2 separate regions of the Bombyx mori genome follow, and region 1 is linked to region 2. Evidence: chromatin contacts called from public Hi-C data. All regions are on one chromosome and are shown on one strand. Each heading gives the region's core, a stretch centred on a gene start, on an enhancer-like site or on the middle of the called end of the contact. The rest is flanking DNA. Distances are from core to core; before and after follow the strand shown.

Region 1 (7,019 bases), core at 1,184-3,683, 34 kb before region 2:
GATCGAAAATTGTTATATTACCAAAAAAGAAAACGCAAGATGATCAAGTGGTGGACATGTATCTTTAATAATGTCTACGACTCGCGGAAATATTGTTACTGAAATAGTACTTTAAGGGCTTCAATGGTTTTGTCCCTAGCTTTTCACCCGCATCTTCGCCTATGGGTAACGGGTCACTAATACGTCACATAGGCGGTGTGTGGTGGAACGAAAGGTAATTTATTTATATTATTCTATACTCTATTCTAGGATTTATTTATATTATTCTATATCCTAAACGCACTTTCTATATGTAAACGTAGTCTACAAATAGCTACTTTCACGTTGATAATAATTATTCGCTCCGTACAACTTTTTGCATCTATGAGAAGACTAAAAATAAATTCCAAAAATCTTTCAACGACTTTAAATTGTTTGCAGCATCAGATTTTATTAAAAACAAAGTTGTATTTGAAGAGGATCCCAATTTATCAGTGAAATCTAGTTCTAGCCGATGGATTGGCGAATTTACACAATTGTCGCCTTACACAATAATTAATGTCGTTGTAGGCTATACAATTTTTTCCGTCTCTACCGATCTCTACAATTCGATACCGTAGGTCACAAATTTTATTTAAGTGGTAAAAAATTTACATTTTTAATTGGTTGTCTGGGCCTTTTAACATTTAGGTATATAAATATAAATCTTTGAATTTTTATACGATCAACGGTTTAGTCACCAAATTTGCTGTCCCTAATCTGCTGCCCTAGGCTCAATCCTACTTAGGCTGGTCGCAATTCGGTCATTGCCGAAATGGGTGTGAATGAACAACGAACGGATAGAAAAGAATTCTCTAATTAATTAAATAAGAGCTCTACTCTTGTTTCTTTAGTTACCCCTACTCGTTCCATTTTACCTCTAACTTTTCTACTTTTGTTTACCCTGGATTCTATTAAACAGGATTAAATGCAGTTTGACGGTAATTTCAAGTTCGTGCATAAGTATATACCTCTTTTATTTAGTAGCTGTTGAAGACTATTCGTGCTATCAATAAGAGAAACGCGGAAAAGTTCGTTTTTTAAAACTTCAATAACAAAACAAAAGAGATAACTATGCGCAAAATGAATTTGAGCCTTGAGGCGTCAGTGATTTTAGTCCAATTTCGATTAGTGCTTCTTCAGTTTTATCAAAAATCTGTACCAACCAAGCACTATTTATCGAAACGTCGTCGGGTTAAGATAGGAAAACAGTTTTAGTAAATTTCAAACAAATTGGCCGCAAAGTAGCTTTTTTTCATACCTCGGCTTCATTAATTCTCAACACGTCAACTGCTTTTAGCTCTTTTCTTAAGATTTCCCGATCATTGAGCTTAACAGCTTTCCGAATAAGTTTCACCAAATCGTTCGTGATACTGTTATTATTTTGAAAACATATCATTCCTTCACTATTAGCAAATTTTTCAATCTCCCATAAAGTGATAGGAAGGAACAGCTCCCATTGATCTTGCAATGTAAGCGTGGAAGATTCATCAAGGAAACCACGGAGTATGCTCGACTCAACTTTTTTTTGAAGTGCCTCTTTTAGGGTGACCTGGGGAATTTCAACTCTTTCGCAATTTAGTTTGTGATGGCGGAAGGCTTTCTCCAAAAGAGTCCAATCGATATCTGTTAGTATACGTTGTTGATAACCTGTCGGTATATGAGTGTAGGATTATTTTACAGGTAAACAGGTAAGATCGACGTTTGTCTGATTAATTATTTAATGGAACTATCAATCAATTAAGTGCTTTTTTATGTTCATAAGTATGCTATATACTTTCACACAATATTATTACGTGAAATTACTTTCCTTAGATTAAGCTACGCAAAAATGTATTTGCTTATTACATTTTGTTGTAATGAAATTCATTAGAATGTGCTATTAGTAACTTATTGAAAAAGTTGTTTTTATTTAACATAAATTGCCTAACATCTATGTTGTCCCCGGATTAGATTCAATATTTCTTAAGTAGAAATTTAGACAAATAATTAGATACATATATCCATTACCTTCTACTGCATTTTCAGGAATACGGAGTAAGCTGGAATTACTAATTATAGGTCTCGTTGCAATCTGAGTAGGTTTCTTTATGTTATCTTTTGGTTTTGGAGGCATTTCGGGAAAATAAATATAGAGAAAAACACTATATTTTTATTTATCTTCTGATTTCATAGTGTTTATCTAATTTAAACTTTAATGTCCTATCTATGGCTGTCACTATTTTGTCGTCAGTTTTCGATATCTACTTTTTACGGAAAAGTTTCAATTACATTTGCCTTAATTTTTAGAAGAAAATAATTTATGTGTTGATAATGGATTTAGGCGACCGAAATGAATGCCATAAGACCCAAACATTGAGTTTTATCACCAAAATGAAGAAAATTAATTAAAATGAAAATGTGTATGTATGTACATACATAAAATGTTGCTAATGCAGCCGACGTTTTGTCAACTTTAACACAGATGTCGCTAGTTTACTTTCAAGGTTTCAAGGTAATTCGCTATGTTCAAGTCTGTTTTTTTACAATCTGTGTCTGTGGTGGTATGGCATTTGCTGTGTTCGAGTTCGCGAAAGACAGCTGTCAATGGCCAATGTCCGTTGATGTTAACGTCACGTTTATATTTTATTAATGCAATGAATTTTATAGCATGAACGTAACATAACGGCAAAAAATCTGTACATTATGTCTTTAGTATTTGAAGCGCTGCACGCAGCATAAGTTGCGTTAGCTGTAAAGCTGTAAAAAGAAAATAAATGTGTGAGCTGTGCGGGACTTGTTCTTTTTTTGTATGTGTGCTTAAACTACATTCGAGTCTGGATTAGTGGTTGACATTGACATTCTGGGACGCGGGAAGTTTAAATGGAGATGCGGAATCTTTGTGACTGGGTTTTAGCCAAGCCAGATAACATGTGAAGTGAAAGTTAAATGGTTGTGTTCGAATGGCATACTGTTTGTACTAAATACCAGTTCTTACTTTCCGACAGACTTGTGTGTTTTGTGATTGCGCCATTAACAAGATCTACATACATGTGATTTAAAAACAATTTAATGTTCTCTCCTTTATAAAGTTGTATTTGTATTGTGTGTAGTGAAGACAGTGCAAGTAAAGGTATATAAATAATATTTTATTTGAATTAAGCTTTTGTCGAAATTTTCAGATTGAGTATACCTGATTTAAAAGTACACTTGATCAAATAAAGATTGCGAGTAAGTGTTACGCGTCCTTTTCATACAGCTACTTATCAAAGTATTTCAATAACAAACATCATTGATATAATTATTTTGTTTCGTTTTAGTTAGTATAAATATAAACGATCTAGGTTGTTACTGGGTTTTCTTTAAGTGATTTGATTTCTTTCGCATTTAAAGAAAGAAGTACATGTTTATCTATATTGTTACTTTCGAACAAAAATACCCGGAAAATATTCGGACGATACTTGTTTGTTAGCTAGTTAGTTAAAAAGCTTAAAAATACTTTAAAGGAGTAATTAAGTATCCGTGATCACGCATCGATCACGGAAGACGGAGACGGAGAAAACGCGACATATAAATAATATAATGCTCCACGTTTTAGTTAACTGAGGCAATCAAAAACCAGTTTCCGACTGAAATATAACATAATTTGGTAATTTGATGAGAAATATTATCAACGATTGGTTAAGCGTCATTTGTGACGGCAGTGAGATTAGATCCTCCACCCTTCGATCCCGAGTCTAGTAAAGACCTAGTACAAAATATATATTCTTAGACTTCCTTCCGGCGCGCTTCGGGAATAAGTTCAAATAGAACGAGCGGAGAGTATGCACCCGAGCTTATGTAGATATACGTAATTAAAGTGTGATTCGATTTTTGAGCATGCTTAGGTAATTTTTCTCAATAATGCGAAATATTGGATCCAAGAACGATTTTTTCACTCGACGAATGTTTTTGATTGTCGAGTGCAGAACCCAGGACCAACTTCTCAATAACGAGGATTCTCTAACAACTCCCTCAAAGAAGGATTTTTTCGGTTTAAAAGATAACCGTTATTATAATGTAACGACTTCGACCTCATGTCTCAAGGCGGGCGATGGCTTTCTTGTTGTTGGCGTAGAAACAAACTACTTGACAAATCGGTTGAGATTACCAAGTTAGCACGTACGTAAACGAAGATCAAATTTCATGGCGCGCCAATTTTAAAGGTATCGCTGGAGATCTCCGAGACAATTGGAATTTTTGATTCAATATCTAGAACGTCGCTCAGTAAAGAGGTTACTCGGATGCTGAGGTTTGATTAGTTGGTAATTCTCGGTTAAGATTAAAAATATCCTCCACCTCTGGTGAGATCCTACGTGAGATTTCACATTTAAATAGGATTTACTAATACTTATTACCATACAAATTCATTTGATGTTTAGGTGATCGGATATCCCAATGTCTCGGATTGTTTGTCGTTGAACCCGTACGAATTTTCTTCGTAAGGTTTCTATTTCTATTTTTGTACCAAAACATACCAGAATCTCTAGTTTTGATGGAGTTCATTACCTTTACATTGAACGAGCTACTTGGCGTATATAATAGTCTATGCGTCTTTAAAACGGTCGACCGTGAGGTTTTGGTGTTCGATTTTATTTTAATTGCGTAGACTAGTGAAATAGCTCACGATCCACCTGCTGTTAACTTCGCAGCCCATAGACCTTGTAATGTAAATGCCAGCACCCACCCTGACAAATGATGTCGAAAACTCAGTTGTACACGACTGTACACACCCTTCAAGCCGAAACGCATCTATGCTTTGCAGTAGAAGAAATAAGTAGGATGGTTATACCTAACGTGACCAATTATTTTTTTTAAGCGAGACATCTGCTGAATATGTAGCAAATTCAAATTCAAATTCAAAATCATTTATTTCAACTTAGATGTCAGTATGACACACTTGTTGAATGTCAAAATACTCTCTGTACTAGCGGTGGGTTGTAGCGGCATTTTCGGTTAGCGAAACGAAACTAGCTATCGAATGTCAATAGCGGCTTTTGAAACGCGCTATTTCAGTAGCGAGCAATAGCGGGTTTTGTTTAGCAGTAAACTAATGTGCACACGAATGAGCTAGCGTCGCGATTAATATTTCAGTAATTACGACTTTATTTGTAATTTATCTTTAAGGATAATCTATATTAAACAACTATACACTTTATATTTTTAACTATTCAATTTGGCAATTAAACTTAAAACTAAGCGCCGAGTCTTTAATACATTTTGTCGCTAAACACGCGATTCGTGAATAACTGGTTCAAGGCCACAAAATTCGACTTCAACTTGCACTCATAATTTAATTTTATAAATCTTATTTTAAGGGCTTTAAGAGCTAAAGTCAAAGGTCAAATGCATCTCAGTCGTGTGCGTGAAAGAGACAAAATGATGATTGTCTATTTCGATCGAACCAATGTTTGCGCTGCGTGTCGCGATAGCTGCCGACCGAGCGGTACGAAGTAAAACGAATATTGCCGAACGTTGTGTGATTTGTGTTCGTGATCGGTGACGTGATTGAGTAGTAGATGTTAGCAGGTTATTGCAGTACGGCGAAACTAGCTAACCGCTATTTTGTCTATAGATAGTTTCAATAACCATTTACGTTGCTCAACGGCCATGCCTACTCTGTACCTCTTACCACGTAGTCGCTTTTGTTAAATTAGCTTATTTAAGCACTTCTAGGTCTATGTTGAATTGAAAAATGAATTTATCGTTTGGTCTATTTGCAAAAGACGGACTATGTCGGTCTCGCTGGGGACAGCGGGACAGAATGCCCGAAAGCGGGACTGTCCTGCCAAAATCAGGACGTGTGGTCACGTTAGTTATACTGAACCCAATACGTCGAAGTTAAATTTGTTTGCTTTACATTGTAACGCGTTCTAATAATAATTTCAAAATAGTAGCACGTACACGTTTTCATTGTAATTTGACAGTCTTGGGACACTGTCCAAGTGTTCACTAAACACAATTAAAACTACTTTTACGCGTTTATTATTTTCATATGATTAATTTCGACGTATGGAATACTGAATAGTTTGCGTGATCACGGACAATGAAAGTGCTATTTATCGCTATTTATGTAATACAAAAATAGTAAATGTGACTAGTAAATTCCGGTCACGCTTCGCTGACTACTCATAAATCTGCGTAACAGTAATAATATGTTGAATATCTCGCGGATAGTATACATGTGGTATATTGATGCAGAAACAATTCTTGAAGTGCAACAGCGTACAAAGTTTATAATCAAACAGTTTGATCGACGCGCGAATAAAATATAACGTGAATAAAAAACATCTTATATTATTAATGAATTCAGTACTTTCAATATATATACATATAAATATTTATAATAGAAATTGTATCATCCGGAAGCACGCAATTTATAATAAGCGGGGTTAAAGTATGCAATTGCCGTTTTATTCAGCTTAGACATGAAAGATGCATACTTCGAAAATTCGAGTGATTTTTGAATACGAGCTCCGACGCGGAGTTAACGCTGCAGAAACAAACAGCTCACAATATCAATGTTGCGTTTAGAGAGGGGACTGCTAAGTGCTAATGAACGCATTACGATTTAGGTATAAAGGTTTTCTTAATGGAAATTTTGATTTGAATAACGAACCACGTGGAAGACCACACATGTGAAAAACAATGAATTGACAGAGATCGTGGAAGCCGAGCCGAGCCAAACTACCCAGGAATTAGCGGCATGGGTTAACGTTACCAACAATATTGATTCGTTTGCGTCAAATCAATAAAATAGAAAAATATGAAAAATGGGTGCCTCATGATTTGATTGATCTGCAGAAAGAATCGCGTGTTGAAACTTGTGTTGCCTTGTTGAATCGATACAGAAATGAAGGAGTATTGGATCGAATTGTGACATGTGATTAAAAGTGGATTATTTACGATAACCGTAAGCGAAAAATGCAATGGCTGACCCCAGGTCAAACGCCGCAACAGTGTCCTAAGCAAAGCTTACCGAT
Region 2 (7,047 bases), core at 1,253-3,752:
AGACCGGCTGGGGCGCTATATTCGGCGGCTTCCTCTACTGGACCTGTTTCAACTCCGTCAATCAGACCATGGTTCAGCGTTACATAGCCCTCTCTACCAAAAGGAAAGCTATTACGTGAGTATCTCTATAAATTAATATTAGTTTCTTATCCACCACCATTCAATTTTTATTGGGTGCACTTTTATCGGGACTATTAAGAGTGCACCGAATATAAATTATTCTAAAATTTAATTTTATTAGAAGAATCCGATAGTGATTAATTTTTTTTTAAAAAGACTTGTGGCACACGGGGACTGACTGCCGCGGTAAAGCTATTGCAAAGCAGCATTTTTTATCAACTTATGCAATTACAATTAGACAACTATAATTTAATATTTAAACAATAATAAAAATAACACCACGCTATATTTATAAACATTAACAAAAGCAAAACATTAACTGTCCCCTTCACACTCATAAGCTAGACCGCGTGAGAGAGAGATGGGCAGACTTTTCATCATGCAGTGCGACGTCACGCCGCGCGCTTATTCACAAACACTACACGCAGCGCAACGTGTGAATGTGTTGAACGTGAGCTACATAGTAGGCGTAGTGAGGGTGTCAGGTTATTTTCGTTACTGAATTTCTTGATTCAGTAGCCGCGCTCAAGGCCCGCGATAGAAGCTATGCAATAGCTCAAAAAATTATATGTTATCGAATTCTAGAGTAAAAGTTAGAAGTAAAATTATAATTGGGGACAAACTCAGCCACAGATTGTGAGAAGTATTCGTTGCTAATCGAAAATATTGTTGAAAAGAATTATATTATTTTAATGGTCCGAAGTACCTACACAATCAAAATAACCCAATTAAAAGGGGACCACCTTGAAGTCGAATCCGAGCGATCAAAACAAGAATCCACGTAATCTGTTCAGTCACGGCGGAGAAACTGAGACACATATCTACGTATATAAAAAACATACGGTCCGAATTAGACATCCCCATTTTGAAGTCCTTTAAAAAAAGGTTATAGATTGAATTTTCCGTCAATAATGTATGTTCAGTTGTATTTAGTTATGAGATCATCATAAGTAATTGATTTACGTAGAGATAAAGAGCTGTTCCGTATAAAACTATACATAAATTTTGAAATCACGTAAATTCAAAACATTAATCTTAATTAATAATAGTTAAAAAAATATATTACCTCTACTAATTTGAAATATCGGCTCCAAAAAGAGTCGTCCTATCTTAAAATAATTCTTTGGAACAATATTTTCTGCATAATGCTTCCTTGATAGTTTTCGTAATGCCTTTGGATATTTTAGAGTACTCATGAAATGGTGGTGAAATTTATTTACATTGTCATGAACGATAGTTGCACTCAGGCTAAGACGCACAATGTGCATCCACGTCCGGGAAATTTATATTTTTCTGAGGGCTTACCAAATTATTTTGGGTAAGATACCCCTTTTTCAAAATCAACTGAAGCCCCTCTAAAACCAAATAAGGGGCCATCCATAAAGTACGTCACACGTTAATGGGGAGGGAGGGTATCACCGAAGTGTGACATCGTGTGACAAGGGGCATGGGGGGGTCAATACTTTTGTGACGTCACATGTTAAAATTTAAAATACTAAAACGCAAAGTTTGTATGTGAATTCAAAATTTTAAAATTAAAATTAAAAGTTTTATGAAATGTTGGACTTTATGTTGATTTTATTAGATTATTATTTAATAAAAATAAGTAAAAAATGAAAATAGCTGTTTTCTCTCGATTATTTTTAAATACATACATAAATTTAAAAAATGTGTGACGTCACATCAGGAGGGGGGGTTATAAAAATGTGACAACCTGTGACAAGGAGGGGGGGAGGGGTTCAAAAGTCCTAAAATTCGTGTGACGTACTTTATGGATGGCCCCTAACTTTAAAATTCTATCTCTAGTTTTTTTCCTAATTAATACAAAAAACTTTTTGGTTAAAAACGGTTGGTTAGTTGAGTAAATTTGACATCTGTTTCTCATTAAATTATAAGAAAATAAATAGACAAAAAATTCGATAAATAAAAGTGCAACAATGATACTTCTTACTAAAATATTAGTCAGTTTTGTACATAACAAATTGGTACACGTAACGCAACTTATTCGGTATCATGAATAGGGGTCGATTTTTAAATCCAAAATCAGTTTTCGCTTATGTTAATCCCTGGGAATATCGATCACTTTGGGAATCCCAGCCTTAGGCCGCTAATTATCGATTAAATTCCCGGCAAGCTGCCTGGTCTTTAACGAAATTTAATTGCCGTTCCTTTAGCGTGCCGGATAAATAACGGAACTATAGATAATATACGAGATCTGAACTTCTTATATACATTTGTAACTCGTGACACTTGCTGAATCCATTCCTCTATGATATATTGCAGCGCACTAGGAATATTCTGTATCGGTGCGATACTGGCTATATCGCTGTGCGTGTGGTGCGGTCTGGCCGCGTGGACAGCGTGGGTGACAGGAGGGTGCAGTCCCGGCGGAGCACCGCTAGTGGACGATAGGTTACTGCCGGCTTTTGTTACATACGTGGCGAGGATGCAGCATTTACCTGGACTGGCAGGTGTTTTCTTGGCCGGAGTGTTTGGAGCCGGATTGAGGTAAGCATTGTAATCTAATAAAGTAGTCTAAAATACTGAACACTACTGGTCGTAGGGCGACTCGTGAACCCGCATGGGGAGGTACCCCACCCTGCCTGTTTCTGCCGTGAAGCTGTAATGCGTTTCGGTTTACCGATTAAGATTTTACCACTTAAGATTTTCGATAGGCAAATTTGGGCGGCTCGGTTTGACCCTGGAATTGCCAAAGTCCATGGGTGACCGGTACCACTCACCATCAGGGCCGTATTACCAAGACCAAGTGGGCCGTGAGCTCTTCCACTCATTAAAGCACTAAAAAAAAGGACGGAACTTTTATTCCCTGTTGTTTGTTAACTGGTAGCAATTTTTACAGCTAACTAACGGAACAAACAAGTTGTTTATATAACACGAATCAGAAATGACTTAAAAATCCGCAAATAGAACAGACAGTTCTTGTCAGTGTCAACAACGATGACATTTTACAACTTGTTTTTGAATCAAGGTTAATAAAAAAAAATGTATTCATTTTACGAATAACAATTCACAATAATTATACAGCTGAAGAGTTTGTTTGTTTGAACGCGCTAATCTCTGGAACTACTGGTCCGATTTGAAAAATTATTTCAATGTTAGATAGCTCATTTATTGAGGAAGGCTATAAGGCTATATAAGATCGCGGTAAGATCAATACAAGTGGAGCACCAATAAAGAATGTTTCAAAATAGGGGTTTAAATAGCTCCTTAACATTCTATAATTCAAAAATATTTTCACTTTCTACATAAATGAAGTGGGAGTAAAATTTAGCGTTATGCCAAAGTAATTAATCCACGCGGACGTAGTGCCGGGCAAAAGCTAGTATATACAGTCGTGGTCAACTAATTAGGGACGATCTCTAGTTAAGCCAAATTGTGAATTTTTTATTTATTTTCCAACGTGTCTTAGCAATATTCCATATCTTTTACATGTAAGTGTAATTAGTCATTTATGTGCGCGATTATACAAACAATAACAACTTCTTAAACATTAAACCTCTTTACAGTATAGCTGATACATTATCATAGTGCTACTGGTTCAAAGAATGCTGGCTGGCCATTTAATTAGGGACACTGAGGTATTGGCGTTCTAATTTCATAATTGGAATTTTAATACTTTTTTGTTTCTTTTCTTATTGTTTAGTGGTCGTTTTGGCGGCAATCCAGATTTTTTATTTTAAGTTTTGAGAATTATTTTGAAGAAAAATGGGCAAAAATAAAAGTTGCGATCCAACACTACGAAAAATTATCATGAAGTTTGTCGAGCGTGGTTGGTCATACCGAAGGATAGCACAACATTTAAATTGTTCAAAAACTATGGTATGCAATGCAGTGCAACATTTCAAGCGCTATAACACAACTTTAAATGTGTTCAGAACAAAAAGATCGAGAAAAACGACTCCGCAAGAAGATAGAATGATAACCAGGTTAGCTAAGAAAGATCCGTTTCTAGGCTCTATTTTAATTAAACACGAAGTGTTTGGGGCAAACGAAAGAGCCGGTGTATCTGCGAGAACCGTTCGACGACGTTTGGTAGAAGCAGGGTTGTTCGGAAGAGTGGCTCGCAAAGGACCGTTGTTGAAGAAAGAACATAGAAATGCTCGTTTGGCATTTGCACGTAAATATGGACATTGGACCTACACCCAATGGCAACATGTACTTTTCTCTGACGAGACCAAGGTTAATTTGATTTCTTCAGATGGAAGGCAATATGTACGGCGTCCTGTATAAGCGGAAATGAATTCAAGATTCACAAAAAAACAGGTGAAACATGGCGGTGGAAACATTAAAATATGGGGTTCATTTTCTGGACGTGGAGTGGGACCTGTGAGGAAAGTTCAGGGTAACTTAGACCAACATCAATACAAGACGTTATTGGAAGAAACTATGCTTCCCTATGCTGAGGAGCATCTCCCTATTATGTGGACGTTTCAGCAGGATAACGACCCGAAACATACCGCCCTTTCAGTCAAGTCGTTTCTTACCAGTCAGTTTGTATCGGTGCTAGATTGGCCAACAAATAGCCCGGACCTCAACCCAATTGAGCACCTTTGGCACGAAATCAAGAAAAAAGTTGCCACTTATCGTAATACAAATTTGGATGAACTTCATGAAGCTTTTTGTGAGGCATGGGCAAACATTCCTGTCGAAACATGTCAGAAACTGATAATGTCTATGCCACATCGGTGTCAAGCGGTAATTACTAACAAAGGTTTTGCTACTGGGTACTGATTTTACACGTAATAAAATGGAGCTGTTAAAGATATTATAACACTGAAGATTATAAGTTTTGTGTAACTGTATTTTTCATTATACTTTACTGTCCTTAATTAAATGTCCACTACAGAATTGTACCTTAATATTTAATACATGTTTAATCTTTGATATTAAATACTTTTTCTATTTATTAAATCTTTTATTTACAGCCATTTATAGCATAATAATCGGACCACATTATGCAAATAATAGGTGCTGAGAAATCAATAGGGTTTTATATTTAAATGTACATAACCGGTTATAGCCCTTCACTATCTTGAATGTCCCTAATTAGTTGACCACGACTGTATATAATGTTTTCCAAGAATTTTTAAATAAATAAATGGTGCGAACGATTTCGTGGTTTTAATTGAAAGTTGAGTATTGTTTTAAATTTGTGTTCATAGTTCGCTGTCAGCAGTTCTCAATGCATGTGCCCTAGTGGCAGTGGAAGACATCCTTAGGGGTTGGTTGCGCATAAGGCTCCGGCCGCTCGTCGAGGGGCTAATCGCGAGACTGTGCACCGGAATACTGGCGATCGTTTCCGTGGTCATGTTGATCGTCATTGAGAAACTTGGAGGCGTGCTTGGTAAGTAAAATTCGATGATAGGATGAGGCTAGAGGAGGCTTACTTGATAAGACTGTCGGGCCTTATTCTATTATTTGAGTATCTATATATTAATACGTGAAGCAAAAACTTTGTATCCCTTTTTACGAAAATTGCGCGGAAGGAGGAGTATGAAATTTTCCACACTTATAGAGAATATAGAGAAGAAGTGCACAATGCTAATATATTTTTTAAAATAATGCATAAAAGATACATTAAATCAATAAAGAAAACATTACACACACTATATACCATGTATTTGACGCACACACGCATGCATACTATTTATTGTCAAACTTTTGTTCTTGACGTCTTTGGTCAAATCGAGAATAGATTAAATATTGCTTTTCTTTATTAATATTTTTTTACAGAGTAGCCTTAGCGAAATTTTTTATTATACAAGTATAAAACACAATCATAATAGTGTACAAACTTACAATTCCAATTAATTATAGTCGAATTTCGACACTGCGGGACCTCTAGTTTTGTTTATTAAAGCCTTGACAGATGTTCTCCATAGTTTGCGAACTGATGCTTGGCTATTCTATTTCTGTTCTATCTATTTGAGTATACCAATATGCAATCGCCTTGAATTGTGACAGCTGCATCCCCATCCCTAGTTGTCCGGCGCTACGTCAGAACCGGTATTAAAAGCTAAAAACCCTACTTCCCCGATAGGTGTGGCAACGGCTCTATCAGCAATCGCAGCGAGCACAACATGCGGCATATTCACGCTGGGCATGGTCTGCTGGTGGGTGGGACCTCGAGGAGCCATAGCGGGAGGGATAGCCGGGGCCCTAGTGGCCGGCACTACGTCGTTAGGAACTCAGGCGGCTGCCGCCAAAGGACTGAGGTCGCCGCCTCTGAACATCACAGCCGAATGCGCTAGAAACGCGACTGTCGTTTCTGTCTCTGATTTGGTGAGTACTTGACTGAAATTTAGTAATTTCCATATATTCCTTCCTATTTCTGCCATGAAGCAGTAATGCCTTTCGTCTGAAGGGTAGGGCAGCCGTTGTAACTATACTTGAGACCTTAGAACCTATATCTCAAGGTGGGTGGCGCATTTACGTTGTAGATGTCTATGGGCTCCAGCAACCACTTAACACCAGGTGGGCTGTGGGCTCGTACACTCATCTAAGTAATAAATAAAAAAATATAACACAAAAAAAAAAAAAAAAAACTACATATATTCTCCCGAATCACAATGATGTTTATTTTTAAATCAGGATCCAGAGACAATATTCCCTCTATTCCGGGTATCGTACCACTGGATAGCGCCGCTGGGCCTCGTCAGCACGCTTATAGTGGGCGCCCTGGTCGGTTGGTTGTTCGATAAGAAACAGACGAACAAGATGGACGCGGAACTATTCACTCCGGTGATATGGAGGTGGCTACCGCGCGAGGCGCACGACAACGCTGGCGTGACGCGGCGCACGTTGTCGCCGATCGACGAGTCGCCGGCGCCCTCCTCGCCGCTAATACTCGCCAAACTCGACAAGGTAGTGTGACCTGTCTAGTTGTTGTGCGATCTATGATTTTAC

Evidence for each region. A called contact is a pair of places that touch in the nucleus more often than the background predicts.
Region 1: a Hi-C map of whole pupa shows a contact between it and region 2, with 1.7 times the contacts expected there. The contact joins the promoter of LOC101743892 here to the enhancer-like site in region 2. A contact is called at or near these places in 2 of 7 Hi-C or Micro-C datasets (both in whole pupa).

The regions. Positions count from the first base shown.
Region 1 is chr4:5,659,952-5,666,970 of ASM3026992v2, reverse strand. It overlaps LOC101743892, which reads right to left and starts at 2,433. Exons shown (of 8, transcript XM_021349890.3): 1 at 2,029-2,433; 2 at 1,280-1,668. The coding sequence starts at 2,134. LOC101740151 (sodium-coupled monocarboxylate transporter 1) reads left to right here and starts at 2,515. Exons shown (of 13, transcript XM_004929303.5): 1 at 2,515-3,130.
Region 2 is chr4:5,625,601-5,632,647 of ASM3026992v2, reverse strand. It overlaps LOC101740151 (sodium-coupled monocarboxylate transporter 1), which reads left to right. Exons shown (of 13, transcript XM_004929303.5): 8 at 1-115; 9 at 2,404-2,628; 10 at 5,304-5,485; 11 at 6,182-6,423; 12 at 6,733-7,005. Among protein-coding and RNA genes, the nearest start is that of LOC119631228, 26 kb to the left of the region's middle. Within about 2 kb of position 2,502, at least 3 of the 8 cell types and tissues checked have open chromatin away from gene starts, as enhancers often do.